2 separate regions of the Cricetulus griseus genome follow, and region 1 is linked to region 2. Evidence: chromatin contacts called from public Hi-C data. All regions are on one chromosome and are shown on one strand. Each heading gives the region's core, a stretch centred on a gene start, on an enhancer-like site or on the middle of the called end of the contact. The rest is flanking DNA. Distances are from core to core; before and after follow the strand shown.

What was found. A called contact is a pair of places that touch in the nucleus more often than the background predicts.
Region 1: a contact with region 2 is called in a Hi-C map of fibroblasts, with 4 times the contacts expected there. The contact joins the enhancer-like site here to the promoter of Has2 in region 2. A contact is called at or near these places in 2 of 8 Hi-C or Micro-C datasets (fibroblasts and liver).

The regions. Positions count from the first base shown.
Region 1 is chr10:31,225,656-31,229,567 of CriGri-PICRH-1.0, reverse strand. No RefSeq gene overlaps it. Among named protein-coding and RNA genes, the nearest start is that of Has2, 320 kb to the right of the region's middle. Within about 2 kb of position 2,212, at least 3 of the 6 cell types and tissues checked have open chromatin away from gene starts, as enhancers often do.
Region 2 is chr10:30,902,882-30,906,704 of CriGri-PICRH-1.0, reverse strand. Has2 (hyaluronan synthase 2) reads right to left here and starts at 1,699. Exons shown (of 4, transcript XM_027431680.2): 1 at 1,087-1,699.

The sequences.
Region 1 (3,912 bases), core at 963-3,462, 320 kb before region 2:
TATGGGTAAAAGTACTTCATGAAACATGTTCTGTGATACTCAGAGTTAAGCTGTAAGCTACAGACACAAGCGCATAGCTGTCTGTTGACTCACATTTGCTTACATTTCATCTGGGCTACACCACTCTGGGGATTGCTTGGAGTCTTCTGCACCATCAGATAGGTTGTCCATATTCTTAAATTCCTTTGCATCAGTGAGTGATTATAAACAGACAGGAGAGTAAATTAATATATGTCAAATGATCTTGGGTAACGCGGAGAGAAGTAATATTTTTCTAGACATTTCCTACAAACCAGGCACCATGTTTGGAGATTCATATCCTATATTCAAAAACTTTATGTGTTAACATATCAAGATATATTCAATGCATTAAAGTGTATATTCCTATAAAATATCACTAAGTAATACTGAGTAGAAATACTAAGATTACTTAGCTGGTAAAAATCCCGAAGCCAGGAGATTAAATCCCTTTCTCCAGATCTATGTAGTAATAAATAGAGACAGTATTCAAGAAATTTCAGTTGTTAACAGTACTGTGTCGTGTTTGCTGCTACTACCAAAAAGGGGGAATCTTTCAGAAAATATTCTCTGTAAGTGACACTAAACGCTAAGACTTTGGGGAAAATGGGGGAGAAGAAGAAGCAGAAAGCTATAGAAACCAGAATTTCTACTATGGAAACTTTTCTGAATCCTAACACTGAGGGGATTACCAAAGCTGAAATTTTTGAAATGTCCTGCTTGAGATCAATTCCTACAAAAGTACTTCTTCAATTCGAGATGAAATGGCAAGTCAATAGGATCAGCTAATATTTGAGGCCTAGATTTTCTTCACTATGTTTTGAAAAGCCAAATAGTATTCTCTCACTTTTGAATCCTCTTGTGCATAATTAAGTAAATCCAGGCCTGTGGTGATTGTCATACCCAATTTCTTGCATAATATTTCCTTATTTTAGAGTCCTTAAATTCTGAAAAAATAATATTACATTTATTTATGTGTTGCATATTTGCGTACATGTGGGTAAAACTGAAACACTGATTTTTTTTTTAAGATTTGTTTTGAGGTTCAGTTTTCTGCAAACTCAAGACTATCACTACTGTATTAAGGGTGTAGTAGGAATCTATAGTCTAGAGAATTTCTTACAATGTACTGTGATATTACTCCTTTGATGGAGTTAAGTTTTTCTTTTTCTCTTTCTTCCTCATTGCTAGTGTCTCTTGACATTATGTCATCCAGGACCAGTTCTCCAGGACTCTGTATAGCACAAGAAAGTCATGTTTCCCATTGTCTAATAGCTCTCTTTGAAATTTTTATCCCAAAAGAGTACTTGTAAAAATAAATCAAATAAAATCCCATCAACTGGACAATTACAACTAAATAGAGAATTCAAGAGGTCTTTGTTCCCAAGGAACTCAAAATTGAAAACAGTCCACAAATTCACATATAAAGAATAGTAGTAGAAGTCATTTAATGCCACGAGAAGAAAGTGGGAATACAAAGAAGAGGTTATAAAAGCTCATAAGATGGAGGAGTAGAGCGGCTGAGACTTGAGTTGTGACTTCTTGGAAGGTTAGGGTATTTCGTATAGTCTGCAAACTTACAAAAGATTGTAGTGTGAAGACATGCATCATTTTAACTGTATTCATCCCCTCCCATGAACACTTTTGGGTAGTGGGTCTTGCCCTGAAGAAGGAGAGGTTTGTATATGAGTTTGGATATTGTCATTGGGTGAGAGGGTTGCGGAAATTAGAGGACAATGGCATGCAGAGAGATCACTAAGATGGTAATACCCCCTCTGCAAAAGAGTAATAGAGTGATCACAGGAGTTTAGCACTCCTCTGGGTTACATTATCCGGCTCTCTACATCTCTACAGAGGACATGTAGGTAAGGCTGTTAAGAAGCCTTTTATCATTCCAGCAAGTTGGATATTTCCTAGGTTCATATAAAATACAGGAGAGAGAGAGAGAGAGAGAGAGAGAGAGAGAGAGAGAGAGAGAGAGCTCAGAAAGCAAGAACCAAATGACCCACAACAACAAAGTTTTAGAAGTCTCTTAAAAATAAGTCCTGCTAATTTAATACAACAATATTATGCTTTTAGAGTTAAGAGATATAACATATGGCAATGAGAAGCTTGTTGCCAAAGGCTAGGAAAAGCGTGGCCATTCCCTAAACTATCGCTAGAGGGGGCGGTTGCATGCAGATACGATGCAGGTCCTGGGCCATTATCACAGTCTTTGCCCGTGAAGACTTCCCTCCTCCCAGAGCAGTAACAGTTTTTTGCTGTTGTTGCTATGGGGATCCCTAAACAAGGGGTAAATACGTCTGCAATAGCCATAGACAATTTTATTTTTCATCCTCTTTTCGGTGCATGGCAGCCTCAGAGCAGTTTAATGCTGCTCACTGGCCTGTTAAGTCTGGGGAGTACAAGTCATCTATTATTGCTAAATGGTATCGCAGCACCCAGCTCTGTTCGCACACTGTGGTGCATTGTAAGGTCTCTCTGGTGTGTGGAGAGAGAGAGAAAAAGGAAAGAAAGAAACTGGTTTTGCCCCTCCCCCTTTCCCTAGCTTGTTCCCTCTTCCAACAACAGCTGAATCTTTAAATGTGGATACCTCATGAATCTTTCTTTATCAGTCTAATAGACACTCATGCTTGAGTGTCAAGAATACCAGTTTAATTGAGTGTATAGGCACTGACTGACAGAAGGAATCACACTGACAGAAAGGTAACTGTGTGAGTTACCTGTCATATAACTGAAGTAACTGAGCTTTCTAAACTGTGTAACTTTAAAGGTCAGTTGCATAAATTAGAATGTATCCAAACCATTCAGTTTGTAGGAGACAGAACACTAAGCCACAATAAGAATCCTAGCGAGGGATGTTAATTGAGCAGAAACTAGGAAGGTAATTGCTAGTAGCAAGTGACTTTATCTCCTTTCTTACACCTGTAGTTGTGTATGTAATTCACTCTATAATTTAACAGCTAGTGTTCTGTGGATAAAAGCTCAATGGTGAGGGGACTACCTAAGTAGCACTTTCTAGAATTGAAGCAAACAATTAACTACAGGAAACATCTCTGGTTAGCCTCTGTATTTGGGATGTCTGCAGTCAAAGGAACATTGACTCCTTGTAAGCTGTTCCTAGTCCAGTGGGCAACTGAGAAAGTGGAGAAACCAACAAAGATCCCTAATTCATTTAGATCTCCACTCCACCAGCCCCCTTCTCATACTGAATTGCTTTCTCACAAAACCACGTGGAGGAGGACCAGGACTTTAAACATATCTCTGTGAGGTCAGATGTGTGCACATAATAGACATTCAATATATGTGTTCTGAAATGAGAATATAAATGAATGGAATAATACCATGGTAGGTAGTCTGAGTATCCTTAGTGGATATTTTCAAAATGACAAATGCTAAACACTTACTTACCTTAGGGCAGCATATCTGGATGAAAAATAACATTCAGCCTTTAACTTGATCTTCCGAGTTTTACCTTTTATTGAGCTACAATTTATTTATCGCTCTAGACATTAAAATATTTCAATCATAATACAAATAAATACTGTAGCGCATGTGTAAATTCTTGGGAGGAAGAAAAGATGAAATAACTGGCTGTAAATCTTCTGGGAGGCTTGAGATGACATCTTTTGAGGAGAATAGGTAGGCTCTTCCTTGAAATCTGCATCATAATTTGGGTTCCTGGCACCTAGGAAGTATTCTAGTTTCTGTCTGGCATTTACCAGGGTACATTTCCATGGGAATTTCAAAGACGTAAAATCTGAAAGGGGTAGGGATGCTCGAGTTGTGAGCCATCATAATGTAAGCCTCTAGGATGCTGCAAGGATGAGGCTGGTCAGCCTTGGCCTCTTCTCGCTCGGGCCTCAGGGTGTCTGCTTAACTGGAAACACATTC
Region 2 (3,823 bases), core at 450-2,949:
AGGGTCTAGGGACAGATCCCCCAAATGCCCCCACACAACGGTGTCTCCAGCTGCAGCGGAGGCGAGCGCCAGTGTGCTCGGTGCCACGTCGTATTTGGCTCGGGAAAGGTTGCAGCTGCCCCAGCGAGCGAGCGAGAGAGCGAGCAAGCGAGCGCAATGCTGTCCCCGCGCACGCCCTGTCTCTGGGCTCCCGGCGGACCGCCTGGCGCTGGGAGGGATGCGCGCCCTGGTCTCGCCCCCAGTGGCGAATGCCACCGCCTGCATGAGGGACCCCTTGCCCCAGAAAGGCTCCCGCAGGGTGGCTGAGCCCGGATGCCCCCCGCCTGACACTTTAATGGAGTTTGGAAACTGCAAACCAGTGGAGGCCCTGGAAAAGGGGGGAGTGGCTGAACCAGGATGGTAGCGAGGAGGTGGCGCAGGACTTTCCTTCCTTGGGGTCTCAGCCCAACAGAGCTGGAAGCCCAGATCGCTTAACCCTTTCAATGCAAGCAAGCCAAAATAGAGCCGCCCCCTCTCTCTCTCTCTCTCTCTCTCTCTCTCTCTCTCTCTCTCTCTCTCTCTCTCTCTCTCTCTCTCTCTCTCTCTCTCTTTCTCTCTCTGTCTCTTTTTCTTAAAGCACACAGAACTGTGTCAGGGTGTTCCTGCCCACATAGTGGCGACGGTGGGTGGATAGGAAGAAGGGGAAGGGTGGGAAGGTAAGGACATTTATGGAATGCATTTTCCTTACACAGTGGAAATCCTTGTTTTCTAGCTCCGGAGCCCCTTTGACGCTCCGGGAGATGCCTAGTGGAAAAGTCCATCTTGGGACAATCAGCTTTGCTGGGACACAGTTACCTGTGCGCTCTGAGAGGCAGCGGATTTCTGGCTTAAGCGCAAGGGTGATAAAAGCCAAGGTATGCTGCCGGACTTGATAGCGATTGGCAATATTCCCCTAATATGTAGTCTGTTGAAAAAAGAAAACTTCAGACCTCACATGTTCCTATAGAAACTAGGTATTTTTTTTTTCGAAGTCCTGCGGATAATTTCTTCCCTGCCCCGGAACTTTCTGGCGCATTCACAGTTCACCCCAAAGCCTGTGGAACGTACCTTGTTCAGCTCCTGCTCATAAACTCGTCCTCAGCCTGTCTGTGTGGTCCCGGAGGGTCGTGGAAGGCAGTCTCCAAAATTGAGGTAATAAGAAATCAGATGAATTTGAGACGACCGGCCAAAAAAAATAAAAAATTTAAAAACAACATTTAAAAAAAAGAGAGAGAAAGAGAGATGGGGGAGCCTTAAATGCTCGGTCCTCCCCTCTTTGAGAAGAAATTGCACTAAATATGCTCTTTTATTATTTCCGTTGTACTTAAATCTTCTAATTCTTTTTGTTAAACGTGCTTTAAAATAAATTAAACTTTGCCCCCCTGCTTTGCTAGTCTCTCCAATCCCCCTCCCTCCGACAAGGCAAAGTCTTTTTTCGGGTCAACCTAAAAGCCCGGTGTAGACCCAGCAGAGCCTAGGAAGAGAGAAGTCTTTGGCTGGTTCAAGTCCCGGTTCAATGGGCTGCTCGGAGCCAGGACTGGGTAATTCTTTCCAGACGCCTTGACTTCTCCTTCCTCGCTGTTGTTGCCTTTCTGCCTCCTCCAACTTAAGGGGGTCCTAACAAGTGAGCCGGTGGGTGTTTTAATAGGACGGAGAGAGTGGGGGAGAGGGGAGTGAAGGAGGGAGGTGTGGACTGGGGAACCCGGAGGGGAGGGACTGGGCGGGATGGGAGGCGGGGAGGAGTGAGGGGGAGAGAGGGAGAGAGAGAGAGAGAGAAATTGGTCATTCAAAGCCCTCTTAGAGCTAGAGGCCGCTTCGAAACTCCAATGAATTCAATTAACTTGATTGTTAACGTGTGCAGAGAAACGCAGGGTACGGATGCCGCCCACCGCCTTCCCTGGGGCGCAGAGAGAGAGAGGGGAGCCCTGCTTTGCAAAGAGGCTGGAGTCTGTCTCGGTTAAAAGGATTCCCTCGACTGGATAAACTCCCTCTTGCATCCCTCGACGGGATAAACTCCCTCTACCATATAAGTGATTTGTTTTAAGTCCCAGTGTTTCTCTTAGGCTAAATCATTGCCCTGGGCAGGCAGGATAGCGGTGTGTGTGTGTGTGTGTGTGTGTGTGTGTGTGTGTGTGTGTGTGTGTGTGTGTGCACGCCCGCTACCTGGAGGCTCCCCAAGCTGCCAGGAAGCTAAAAGGAGGGAGACCAGTCTGCCATTTGTTAACCCTTTCTCTCTTTTTTTGCCAACTCCAAACTTTCTAAGCTGAAGGCAAATAAATGTCGACGCCTCTGTGCTGCAGAAGTTTTCGCTGTGGGTGGGCTGAGAACCGAAAGGAGAAAATGTTTTAAAATCTCTTCTTCTTGTGATTCCCAGATATGAAAGCATACAAAAGGAACACTCGAGAAAGAAATCTTAAAATGATGATGATGATAACTATGAATCTGAGGACGCGTAAGGAAGGGAAGCGGCTGTCTCTAAAGACCGCTAAAGTCATGACTTTTGGTTTTTGAGAGCCTTTAATTTAACGATGTCAAAACACTTTAAAAATTTTCGGTGCCACCCGAGACTGGTCAGTTCGTTTGCCGGGTTATTCTCTGCTTCGTTTCCCTTGATCCCTGCCGCCCCCGCCCCCACCCACAGTAAAAGGTAAAAAGGAAAAAAAAAAGTTCGATGAGTTAGAATGGACAGTAGGTGGCGCTGTTTAGGAAAAAATGAGAGCGGTTTTGCGCAGTAACTTTGGTCTTTGAAAAGTGGCTCAAGTAATTTGGTGAAGCCTAACTGGTCTTTCATTTCCTTTTCTTTTATTCCGTTCTCTCTGTCCTTTTCTTTCTCTTCTACGTGCTATTGGTGTGGACTTCTTAATTCTACTGTACCTTGATGACTGGGTTATTTCTTGATGATAAGATCGGAATATAAATTTGAGTCTTAATCAAAGGTCAGACAGAAACAGAAAGGTAGACTAAATCGAGGGTGTCGTCTGCTCCTCATTGAACAGGTGTGGAGTTGGGGGTGTGTGAATAGGCTTGCAGAGTTTGGCTACAAAGCTGGCCCATCCCCCAGAGCTGGGTCAGCAAAGCCACTCCCCGCCCCACCCCCCAAAGCACTCAGTCATTCCTCTTCTGGGAAGCTTTGGAGAATGATTTGAGGTCACTCTGGGGAGACCACTTCCTCATTTCCCCAACACCGTTCTTGGCTTCAGCCTTTGACCCCTGCCTGAGGTGATTCAGCTTCTGCAAAGACCGGCTTAGATTTCAGAGTACATTTTCATCTCACTTAATCAGGCTCGAGCTTCCTGACTTTGCAGGGTTTGGGGGAACGGTACATTATTATTATTTTAAAGTATTTCCCGACTTCGACACCATGATGTATAATATACATTAAACTGAGTTTGGGGTAGGGTAGAAATTGCGCGGTGCAAGTCTTCACCTGCAACCCCCCAAAGAGCCTCGTGGTCCCCATCTCTAAAGCTCTAACCCCCTAAATGCCTACGAATGGGGCACCCTACCTGTTGCTGTTACTTAGGAATGTTAAACCGTCCCTATGCTAACAAGTCAAGCAACAGAACACCTGTAAAACTGAGTTTCTTTACTAAAGAAAAATACATTTGTTGCTTCTGCCTTGTCATTCATAACCCGTAACTGCACGCCCTTCAGCTGCGGGCAGATATAAGCTTGGATTCCACATCTGGGAACTTCGGCCATCCCCTCCCCCGCGGAGGCAAGAGAGACAACGCCAGCACTTTTTTAAAGCTGGGAGATGAAGTTCCCTTTAAGGAAAACAAGGGATCCACAATAAGAGACTTGT